Linked DNA regions of Sus scrofa: regions 2, 3 and 4 are each linked to region 1. A link is a contact called in public Hi-C and HiChIP or PLAC-seq data. All regions are on one chromosome and are shown on one strand. The core of a region is the stretch at or near the end of the contact, and the rest is flanking DNA. Distances in the headings are between cores, read along the strand shown. Region 1 holds the start of CASP10 (caspase 10). Region 2 overlaps ALS2 (alsin). Region 3 holds the start of CLK1 (CDC like kinase 1). Region 4 holds the start of NIF3L1 (NIF3-like protein 1).

Region 1 (2,585 bases), core at 46-2,545:
AAGTTTGGGAATATTCATTCTACCCTTCCCACAATTACAGAAGAAAAGGCATTTCATATTACATCTTGACAAAAGGAAAGAAAGAAGTGTTGTGGTTTTTTTTTGGTCTTTTTGCCTTTTCTAGGGCTGCTTCTGCTGCATATGGAGGTTCCCAGGCTAGGGGTCTAATCGAAGCTGTAGCCGCCGGCCTACACCACAGCCACAGCAACGCCAGATCTGAGCCGCATCTGCGACCTACACCACAGCTCATGGTAATGCCGGATCCTTAACCCACTGAGCAAGGCCAGGGATTGAACCCGCAACTTCATGGTTCCTAGTCGGATTCGTTAACCACTGAGCCACGACGGGAACTTCCAAGAAATGATTATTTTTAAATAGTATTTATTTTAGAGGGTTGTTGGGATGATTTAAATGAGTCAATATTACCTGGCATATGGTAGTTGGGATACAAGTGTTAGGTGTTGCTTTTATTATATAGTTTATTTATTTATTGGCTTTTTAGGGCCGCACCTGCGGCATATGGAGGTTCCCAGGCTAGGGGTCCAATTGGAGCTACAGCACCGGCCTATCCCGCTGCCACAGCAGCACCAGACCTGAGCCACTTCTGTGACGTACACCATAGCTCATGGCAACGCTGGATCGTTTAACCCACTAATAGAGGCCAGGGATCAAACTTGCCTCCTCATGGACTAGTCAGGCTCGTTACCACTAAGCCACAATGGGAACTTCCATATAGTGTCTTGTTATTCAATGTAAAATCTTTTTCTGCCGGGTTGAATGTGCGAGGAGGGCAGAGCCTTCACCAGTTTCGTCTACTGGTAACTGAGTTCCTTGCAAATACTTCCCAATGGGCTTTTAGGTCTAGTTCCCCTCCTTTTTATTTTTGCCTTATTCTTTTTTTTTTTTTTTTTTTTGCCTTAAATTTGTTTGTTTATTCGCACGTAGACTTATTTGAGAAAGGGTTAAGATGGCTGACTACTGTTTCATGAGCTTTTTGAGTTTCATTTTAAAGGTTAGTTTGGGGAGTTCCCGTCCTGGAAATGCACCTCCGATTCCTCCTGGAATGTGCACTTCCTCCATTTCCTCCTGCAACGTGCATTTCCTCCTGCAACGTGCATTTCCTCCTGGAACGTGCATTTCCTCCGATTCATCTGTTGGTCTTGCATCTGCCTCTAGGAGGCGCCGTTTGTCAGCATTATCCTAACCCCACGAAAGGGGAGGAGGCAAGAAGAGTGATTGAAAGATGATGTCAGCAGGAGCTAAGTATAAGTTACCGAAACTCAGAGACAGTTTCACTTGCCTGGGCTGCACCAAGTTGAGTTCCCTTCCTGAACAAATGGGAGCTTCCTTGGAACGTGGAGGACGCAGAGGATTATAATTGTTTTCAAGGTGTGTTTCCAGGAAATTTCCCTGAGAACTTTAACCTCCAGAAGATCAGTGGAATTTGATCTGAAGGTATGTAATTAATACCTTTTTCTTGCTGGGGTCTTAAACTCCAGGCTTTGCCCTCGCTATGTGTCTCGGAAACTTGGAAAAACTCACGCTTGCCAGCAACGGCACTGTTCTGTCTGGATTTATTAGCCAACCCAGGAAAAAAGAAAGTTTAAAAATCCCCAGGAAGGCTCCAACATAGCCCTTTTCTGGTAGAAATATGCTAGTCTATAAATGGAGACAAAGTCGGGTAGACTCACCAAAGCTAAAGATCAGAATCTTTAGGAAACTGCGAGACAAATGTACCATGTTAGATTAAGATGTCTCGTAGAATAAGATGTCTCCAAGAATCCAGTCATTTGGTTTCTAGTATGACAGAGCTATTAGCAAGGAAGACCCCATGGATGATCACATTAAAAATGACATGGGGGGGGTTCTTTTTCTAACAATTAAAGTAATAGCGAAATAATTGCGTAAAATTTGAGAAAACAGACAGGAGCCCAGAAGAAAATTTATATTATCTGTAATTATACCACCTTCATATAACCACTCTTTGTTATTGATGTTTGGGGGGGGGGTGTTTGTTTTTTGGGTTTTTTTTTTTTTTCCTTTTTTCTTTTTAGGGCCGCACCCACAGCATATGGAGGTTCTCAGGCTCGGGATGGAATCGGAGCTGTAGCTGTCAGCCTACACCACAGCTGAAGCAACACAGGATCTAAGCCGCTTCTGTGACCTACACCATAGCTCACGGCAATGCCAGATCCTTAACCCACTGATCGAGACCAGGGATTGAACCCAAGTCCTCATGGATATGAGTTAGATTCGTTTCCGCTGCACCACAGTGGGAACTCCTGTTTTTTGTCTTTGCTATGTTCTCCTTCCTTTAGAGAGTAATTTCTTATTTCTAAACAGCCTAGTCTTGTACAGAGAACATACACTTCACGTCCTCAAAAAATGAGTAATTACACTGAAATTTTCTTTTTTTTTTTTTTTTTTTTTTTTGCAATTTATCGTTCCTCTGATTAGAATGAAATTTCATGTAGAAAGACCATAAGTTTATGAACCGGTCAGGCGGGTTAGTTTGTGACTTCCTGCCTAGTCTGTTGTCTGAAACCACTCACTCTTTCTAGGGTCTAGGATTCTAGCTTTTCTTT
Region 2 (2,585 bases), core at 22-2,521, 470 kb after region 1:
CAAAACAATTCCTAATGGAAACATAAAGTGTTTAACATAAACAAATCTTTGTTTTGGTCCCTTTCCAGTAATGGGCGGGTATATTCTGGTAGGAAGCAGCAGTGAGAAGTAAACGCTCCCTAAAGTGACATTACAACTGGTATACAATTAACTAAGGCCTCATATTTCTAGCCAAAATTTTAAATCCTCTTGTTTTCCTTCCCTGAATCTGTGTAGGGGAAAAAATTTAACCTGTAACTATCAAAATATGTCTTTTATTCAAAGAAATAATACTAGTATTTCTTTTTAAGACTCTTGTCCTCAGCTTATTAGGGTCTGAAAATTAATTTGTTCTTTGTCAGCAAAGACACTATTATGTTTATGTTTAACTAATTATTAGCTTTTTAGGGCCACACCTACGGTATATGGAAGTTCCCAGGCTAGGGGTCAAATCAGAGCTACAGCTACCGGCCTACACCACAGCTACAGCAAAGCCAGATCCGAGCCACATCTGTGACCTACACTGCAGCTCACAGCAATACCAGATCCTTAACCCACCAAGTAGGACCAGGGATCAATCCTGCATCCTCATGGATAATAGTTGGGTTCATTACTGCTGAGCCAATGGGAACTCCCACGTTTATGTTTATTTTAGAGAGATCTCTAAAACCCCAGTGGGATCTGAGGCCTCTACAAAGAGGCACAGATTCCAATGCAGGGAAACCTCATCCACCCCAAAAAACTAAACTTGGGTTTCTTTTAAATTTTTAGGCTGCCCTGTTTCATTTCTTTTGCAATCATAAAACAACCTCGTAAAGATGAACATCTTTTATTATGAAAATTGCTGTTACATTACAGCCAACATTCCGAAACAGTATTTTAATAAACACTTGTCTTGATTATAAAGTAGAGCAGAAACCATGATCCTTTTTGAAAATTGATTAACATCTGCTGATGTTAACATAAAGCAGGAGAATACTCCGTACGCTCACTCTGGTGTGGAGGAGATGAGACGGGAAGAGCACCTATGTTATCTCAAACAGCTACTAGTGTTACTTGAACAATGTAAACCAACCACTTATAACAGGACATTCAAAAAAAAAAAAAAAAAAAAAAAGGCCCAAAGCGAAACACTAGAAGGTTAAAAGATCGAGGGGTCACAACACTTTTGATAGGGGAAAAGCCAAAGCGTGTTTCCTTTTCCTTCCCCTCTGTGAGTTCAGTGCGAGGTATGGGGAGGACCACAATACCAGGTCAAGGACAGATGCGGTTCTTGCTTCCGTATTTCCCAGTCTCTAGTCCTGCTCCGAACATAGCCTGCATGCCGAAGCTCTTCAGGCTCTCATTCACAGGCCTCGGGATACAGCGTTTGCACATGGATGAATGGGGTTCCGTAGCAGCTCAGAGCCAGTGTCAGAATTCCAGTGTATTCACTCTGTAGCCTTGTAAGGAATCCAAGAACAAAATTCCTACGTACTTTCCTAGTCAGGAGGCAGAAGGCTCCTATTTGGACGTGCTCCATGCTGGGGGTTACGGTGTGGTACTAACGGCACAGAACCTCTCCCATCATGAATACCCTGGTGGAAAAGCTTAAAAAAGTTAAAACTGCAGTTTAAAAGTTCCTCTTTCCCCTCCCTCAGCAAAGAAGAAATGGTGCACACATGACTGCAAGGAATTGAGGAAGGCAGAGTGTGGCGACTGTAGTTTCCAGTACAATCTGCTCCTTGCAAAGGGTCTGGGGTAACTGCAGGCAAACCGGAAGCTCAAAAATATTCATTCACTTCCTTAATAGAAGAAGCTATACTGAGAGTTTTTTCTTACAACTTCATGAGCTGGCATACTCTTTACTGTAGGAAGGGAGAGCCTCTTTTTTTCAACAGTAGATGCATATTTGGGGAACTTAACGTAGGCCAGGGACTAAAGTCGATCTGATTTCTTCCTCCTTGTCAATCCTCCCCTTCAACTACTTTTAGTCTGGGCTCAGAGCTCCAATCATTAGCAAGGCTCAGAAACAACAACCAAAATAATACAACGTCCTCATTTCAACACCATTCTTTGTTTGCCACCACAGGAAGATGGCAGATGGTGCTAAAACACTCTGAATAGATAATCCAGTTGTCAAGCTGTTATGCAGCCTAGTTAAGCTTCTCACGCTGGATCTGGTAGTAACATGCCTGAAAAAAAGTTCACAACCATTTCAAACTTACTTGAAAAGAAATTACATAAACATAACAATGCACATGAGACCAAGAACAGAAACTCCTTATGAATACTGATAGCTCAACAAAATCAGGTGCTTTCATTTCCCTGTTTCTGCCGGTCCTCCTCCCCAGCCCATGTCTATTTTTCCGAGTTATAATTAGTAGAGCTAAAATTTCGTAAAATTCCCTCTAACTCTAAAACGGACAAAAAAATTTTTACAAGCTGTATAATATTCTTCATTAAGCAGAAATACCTTAATTTGCTAAGCCACTATTGAACAGACATTGAGCATATGTTGGTGATCAGTTTAATGTATACAAACGACTGTAATCAAAATCACCCAGCATGTTTGATAACCACACTGGTTGAGATTAAGCATCATTCCAGACCTACGGAGTCAGAAT
Region 3 (2,585 bases), core at 43-2,542, 300 kb before region 1:
CTGAAAAAGAAAAAAGAAAAGGGAATTCCAATTGATCAACTTTGGGAAAAATCCTTTCCTGCCAGAAGCACGCATTTACTTTATATATAACTCGCCCATTCAGATGTGCATCACTTTTTTTTATTATTTCCCCAATACAATTTTTTTTCTACTGTACAGCATGGTGACCCAGTTACACATACACGTATACATTCTTTTTCCTCACATTATCATGCTCCATCATAAGTGACTAGACATAGTTCCCAGTGCTACACAGCAGAATTTCGTTGCTAATCCCTTCCAAAAGGAGAGAAACACCTAGCTTAGCCTACGAGCAACTTACACAACCATCGGTGTAAACCATTTTCCCTAAAGAAATGTCAGAACCAAAAATCCCTAACAACTTGAAAAAGACATTAGAGATAAACTTTTCATCAACTACCGTTCACAGCAGTACTAACCGCCCGGGCACCACCTCGTCTCTAAACACAACTTAAGGGGATCCAATTGTTCCCAAGGGGGTGGGCTGGGGGAGAAACTCCCAAGCCTGTGCCCGACCGCCTGGCTTCTCTCACAAGCTCCTCCAAATATGCCACATCATTTCTCTTCCGTCGAGTTCCTAAACCTGCTTTCTGTTTACGCCACTGACGGCAAAGACACTCGCCATTTCCCCTCGAATTACTTTAAGACTCGAGCGGACAGTGAGACCGTCTTACACCCGGTCCCTGTGTTCCTTCTTTCCCTCTGTTACGAACGAAGGTCCTCAGAGGAGCGCGTCTCACGCACATTCCAGAACGCCGTTCTGGCGGCCACCCTCCGCCCGCAGCTTCGCCGCCTCCGCCCCGCCGCCATCTTAGAGCTCGGCCGACGCCTGCGCCACCGACATGGCGCTCGGAGCGCCGGGGATCGGGATCCCTGCTCCCTCTAGGGAAGGCACACGTTCGAGCTCTCTCCGCCTAACAAACACTGTCACTACCCTCCGCCAGGGTCTGGAGCGTCACGGTTCAAATAGAAATCCGCAGCGGCGGACTCGGAAAAGCATAGAAGACGAGCTGTCCACCTTTGTGCAGCCGAAGCGCGGTGGGGGGCGGTGCGAGGGGAAAAGGGGTCACCCTGCAGGACTGCAGACGGCCAACAAGCTTGAAGGGGAACGTCACAGACGCTCTCGGGAAACAGAAAAGGGGCCCTGACACCCAGCCCGCTTCCTTCTGCATCTTACCGTCCAGGCCAAAAAGTCCAAGCCTCAGGAGACAATGCTTGCAACGCGACAACGGAAAACACCCAGCTGGCTGCGACAAGGTCCAACAACAAAATGGAGCCGATTGCCGAAGCGTCTGGGCTCTCCGGGAAAACAAGATGACGCTGCAAACGTCACTCCGCCTCCGGGTGGGGCGGGGCTTGCACAAAGGGTGGGGCTGAGCTGGCGCCCAGGGAGGGGGGCGGGGGACGTGTGCGCAGGCGCCGGGTTCGAAGCTCCGCAACCAGGTTGAGCAGAGGGAGCTGTGACCGCGGCCATGTTGTCTCTGTTCTGTGTTTGGGCTGAGGAGACGTTTTAAGCGTTGGGGAGGAGCGCCTCGTCCATGCTCAACTAAAAATTGTATTTGTGAACGCTAGAAATGAGAAGCTGAAGGAAGCAGAGTGCGAAATAGCGTTACAACGTCTAAAATAATGCTTTAAAAAATTTACACCACCTTCATCAGATAGTTCCAAATTAGGACGTGCCTGGATTTGGACTTTTGCTAAGGTTCTGAAACCAATTTAAAATTTTAGTGGCTGGGACTCACGGACAGAAATTGGATTGGAAGGATTTTCCCGAGATTTTCAAAGGCGAAGAAATGTGAGAGGGACTCCTCACAATATAGCAACACTTCCGCATGGAGCAAGGCCTCTGCGTGTAAAGGCCAAGTAAACTAAAGAGTTGGGGTGGGGGGACTGAAAGATCATTAAGAGAAGACAAATTTGGACTTCTCTTGGAGTTCCCTGGTGGCTCAGCAGCTTAAGGATCTGATGTCACTGCTGTGACATACTCTTTTCTCGCCATTGAAAGGCTTATACTCCTTCCATTTCTTTATCATATATACCTGAGGCACATCTTTGATAGTGGGTTAAAAAAAAAAAATGGCCGGAAAATGGGAACTAGAATCAAATGAGGAGTTCCCTTGTGGTGTAGTGGGTTTAGGATCCAGGCTGACACTGCAGCAGCTTGGCCATGAAACTTCTACATGTCTTCCAAAAGAGGACAGAATTATCTGGAAACAACCTCTGAATAACAAAAATAAAGCTGCAACTTGATAGAACAAAGTAATTGCCGACCCTGGCCATAAACATTAAAAAAAAAAAAAAAAAAGGAAGCTCTGAGGAACTGCTCTGAAGAGGTAGGGAAGAGGTCAGTATTATGATTTTTTTTTTTTTTTTGTCTTTTGTCTTTTTTGTTGTTGTTGTTGTTGCTATTTCTTGGGCCGCTCCCGCGGCATATGGAGGTTCCCAGGCTAGGGGTCGAATCGGAGCTGTAGCCACCGGCCTACGCCAGAGCCACAGCAACGCGGGATCCGAGCCGCGTCTGCAACCTACACCACAGCTCACGGCAACGCTGGACCGTTAACCCA
Region 4 (2,585 bases), core at 32-2,531, 270 kb before region 1:
TGAATCCTCATGGAGGCTAGTCAGATTTGTTACCACTGAGCCACAATGGGAACTCCGAAAAACATAAGAATTTTAAAGTGATTTTGTTTCGGTTTTGTTTAGAATCATTTTATACTCTACACTTCTACAGCTTATCATTTGTCTTGTCATTGAAATCTCCATGCAGTTTTATTTCCCTTGACTAGATTTCTAAAAATTATATATACAAAGACATTCATAAGAATTCTATAAAACTTACCATTTTTCTTCTTGATGGTTTCAGGATGTACTGTTACTTTCTTACAGTTTATTGACAGAAGTTCAAAAACGAGCCTCTATTTCCAAAAGAAAAAGAATTAATTCATTTCCCTCTTTTAACTCAAACATGCTCATGTTTCCTGCATATTTAAAAGAAAAATTCTCGAGGAGAACAGATCCCTCCCAAGTAATCCGGTTGTGGAAGCGATCAAGCAATCCTACTCATCTCCAGCCCCTAAACTCCTACTTCCCCTGCTTACTCTTCAAGAAGAGTCTGATACATTTCTGCCTTAAGCCTAGCATTGGGTTTTCCCTTCGCCTGGAACACTTACACTCAGTACGGCTATTTCCCTCACCTCCAAGTCGCTGCTCAAAAGTTAAGTCTCATTGACCTGATAAATCTATTTAATACTGTCTTAAAGATTTCCTTTCCCTAAAGCACTTAGCACTAATATATTATATGCTTTAATTGCTTAATTCAACAACACCCTCCCCTCCAGAATACTCACTCCAAGCAGCTTAAAAACTAAAGCATAGAGCGCTCTTCCAGTGTTCAAGTGAATGAAAGAGTAAGTGACGCTACCCCATACTTACTTAACCACTTCACTGAATACAGATATTTTTTTAGTCAAGAAATAGATTAAGATAGGAAGCTTGTGAGAAATTCAAGTGGTCAGGCAAGGAGGCTCTGCCCACAGCTGTTGTTAAAACAGCAAAGATTCAATAACAGGTGCTCCGGAGAGTCTGTAAATTCCAAGAAAGTTTCTTCAGGCCGCCACCCGGAAGTCGAGCAGGAGACCCACTTAGGAGAACGCCCCTCCTCTGCTCACCTCCTTCCTCCTCCTCCCTATCCCAAACCCAACCGACCAGAACGAGGGAGAGGATGTAATTTATCCCCATCAGGAACTCCTTTGACCTTAGAGAACTTCTTAAATAATCACACTAGGACAAAAGGCGTAATGTTGGGCAATCCCTACAGGCGCCCCTGAACTCAGATGCAAAATAGGAAAGACCTCTTCCGCCCAGCTCCCCCGCCCCGCCCACTTTTACGCCTCCAGGAAGTTCTGCGCAGGACCGGAAGTAGCGCTCTTGGCAACCTGGGACTGGTGATTCTCCGGTGGGTTAGATTCCTGCGTGCGGCAATGAGGCCCTGTCGGCGCGCTGTGGCCCTTGCAGGCTGAGGTTTTGGGGGTGCTGCCGCGAAAGGAGGCGGGGGAGGAGATAGGCGCAGAAAACCGGTTTGCTGCACCAGAGCCTAGGGTTCTAGAGCGGCCAGGGTCCTGACTCGCGGCTTGCCCACTGTGCTCCCCGCACTTTTAATTGTTCTGGAAAAGGCTTGAAGTGGGGCTGAAATAAGAGGGCGAGGTTCACAGGCTGTAAAGTGGGTCCTGCTAATAATACTTATTAACAAGCAGTGCTGACTTTAGGCCAAGCATTTTCTCCAACTTTACGGTGAAATCTTGCGACGATACCGTGAGCTGAACGCTATTCTATTCTTCAGAGATGGGAACCGCAGAGATAGAGTAATCTGTTTAGACAGCTGCGGCTCGGGGAGTCAGTCTGGTTTTAGGGTCAGGTGCCCTTCACACTGTGCCCTGCTGCCTCCTATTCTTGTTAATGAGCTACGCAGCTTGTAGATTCATAGGAAATGGTGGTTTTGTTATTTCCAAGGGCTGCTTCAGATCTAACAATAGATAACTCAAAACCAGTGTGGTGGCCCACTAGAGCTTCACTTTAGCGCTTGCCAGATTTAGAAGTCTGGGGAGTTGGAGTAGTGTCAGGGAATCTGGAGAGTGGAAGTGGTATAAGGACCCTTAGAAGATCTTCAAAGACCCCAGGCTCCAGTGGTTTGTGGAGGCTCCACATGACTCCAAACCATATACTGAATATGGTTTGGGGCCCATTTGCTGCCCATTCATAGAGTGATCCACGTACGCATCCCATGATTCTGGCTGCTGACAAAACACTTCATTTTTAAAATATGTTGTTGTTACTTTTTTCCCATAAAGCACCTTTTAATGTTTGTCTCTACCACCATAACTTAATTCTGCTGTGATAAGGGAATGGAGACTGTGCCGGTCTGTGCAGTAAGCATTTAGCACTGGCCTGTATTGGTGATACTGAGATACAGAAGAGATAGTTCCTGTTCTCTGGTAGCTTGCCAGTACTGTGGGAGACAGAAAACAGGAATGTAACATAAGAAAAACTAGGGCAGAAGCAGGTGGGATGGGGGAGGGGGACACAGAAAAGGAAGGTTTGTTAAGAAAAGCTTTATTTAGGAAGTCAAAGGGGACTTGGAAAGAAGGGTAATAGAGAAATGGAGAAGGCTGGTTCAAGCAAGGATGGGG

Evidence for each region. A called contact is a pair of places that touch in the nucleus more often than the background predicts. HiChIP or PLAC-seq counts read pairs in DNA pulled down with a chosen protein or histone mark.
Region 2: a Hi-C map of retroperitoneal adipose tissue shows a contact between it and region 1, with 2.1 times the contacts expected there. The contact joins the enhancer-like site here to the promoter of CASP10 in region 1. A contact is called at or near these places in 3 of 5 promoter capture datasets (fetal liver, fetal skeletal muscle and liver), 1 of 47 Hi-C or Micro-C datasets (retroperitoneal adipose tissue) and 2 of 2 datasets of contacts at active chromatin or transcription factors (alveolar macrophages and skeletal muscle).
Region 3: an H3K27ac HiChIP or PLAC-seq map of alveolar macrophages shows a contact between it and region 1. The contact joins the promoter of CLK1 here to the promoter of CASP10 in region 1. A contact is called at or near these places in 2 of 2 datasets of contacts at active chromatin or transcription factors (alveolar macrophages and skeletal muscle).
Region 4: a contact with region 1 is called in an H3K27ac HiChIP or PLAC-seq map of alveolar macrophages. The contact joins the promoter of NIF3L1 here to the promoter of CASP10 in region 1. A contact is called at or near these places in 1 of 5 promoter capture datasets (liver) and 1 of 2 datasets of contacts at active chromatin or transcription factors (alveolar macrophages).

What each region holds. Positions count from the first base shown.
Region 1 is chr15:104,856,806-104,859,390 of Sscrofa11.1, forward strand. CASP10 (caspase 10) reads left to right here and starts at 1,296. Exons shown (of 12, transcript NM_001161640.1): 1 at 1,296-1,455.
Region 2 is chr15:105,327,925-105,330,509 of Sscrofa11.1, forward strand. ALS2 (alsin) reads right to left here. Exons shown (of 34, transcript XM_021076185.1): 34 at 793-2,153. The coding sequence ends at 2,115. Among named protein-coding and RNA genes, the nearest start is that of MPP4, 9.3 kb to the left of the region's middle. Within about 2 kb of position 1,272, at least 12 of the 83 cell types and tissues checked have an H3K27ac peak or open chromatin away from gene starts, as enhancers often do. A contact at or near this core is called in alveolar macrophages, liver and retroperitoneal adipose tissue, where this site is marked.
Region 3 is chr15:104,560,850-104,563,434 of Sscrofa11.1, forward strand. It overlaps CLK1 (CDC like kinase 1), which reads right to left and starts at 1,293. Exons shown (of 13, transcript NM_001123099.1): 1 at 1,199-1,293.
Region 4 is chr15:104,582,455-104,585,039 of Sscrofa11.1, forward strand. It overlaps NIF3L1 (NIF3-like protein 1), which reads left to right and starts at 1,282. Exons shown (of 7, transcript XM_003133583.6): 1 at 1,282-1,354. It overlaps PPIL3 (peptidyl-prolyl cis-trans isomerase-like 3), which reads right to left and starts at 1,298. Exons shown (of 6, transcript XM_013984381.2): 1 at 239-1,298. The coding sequence starts at 241.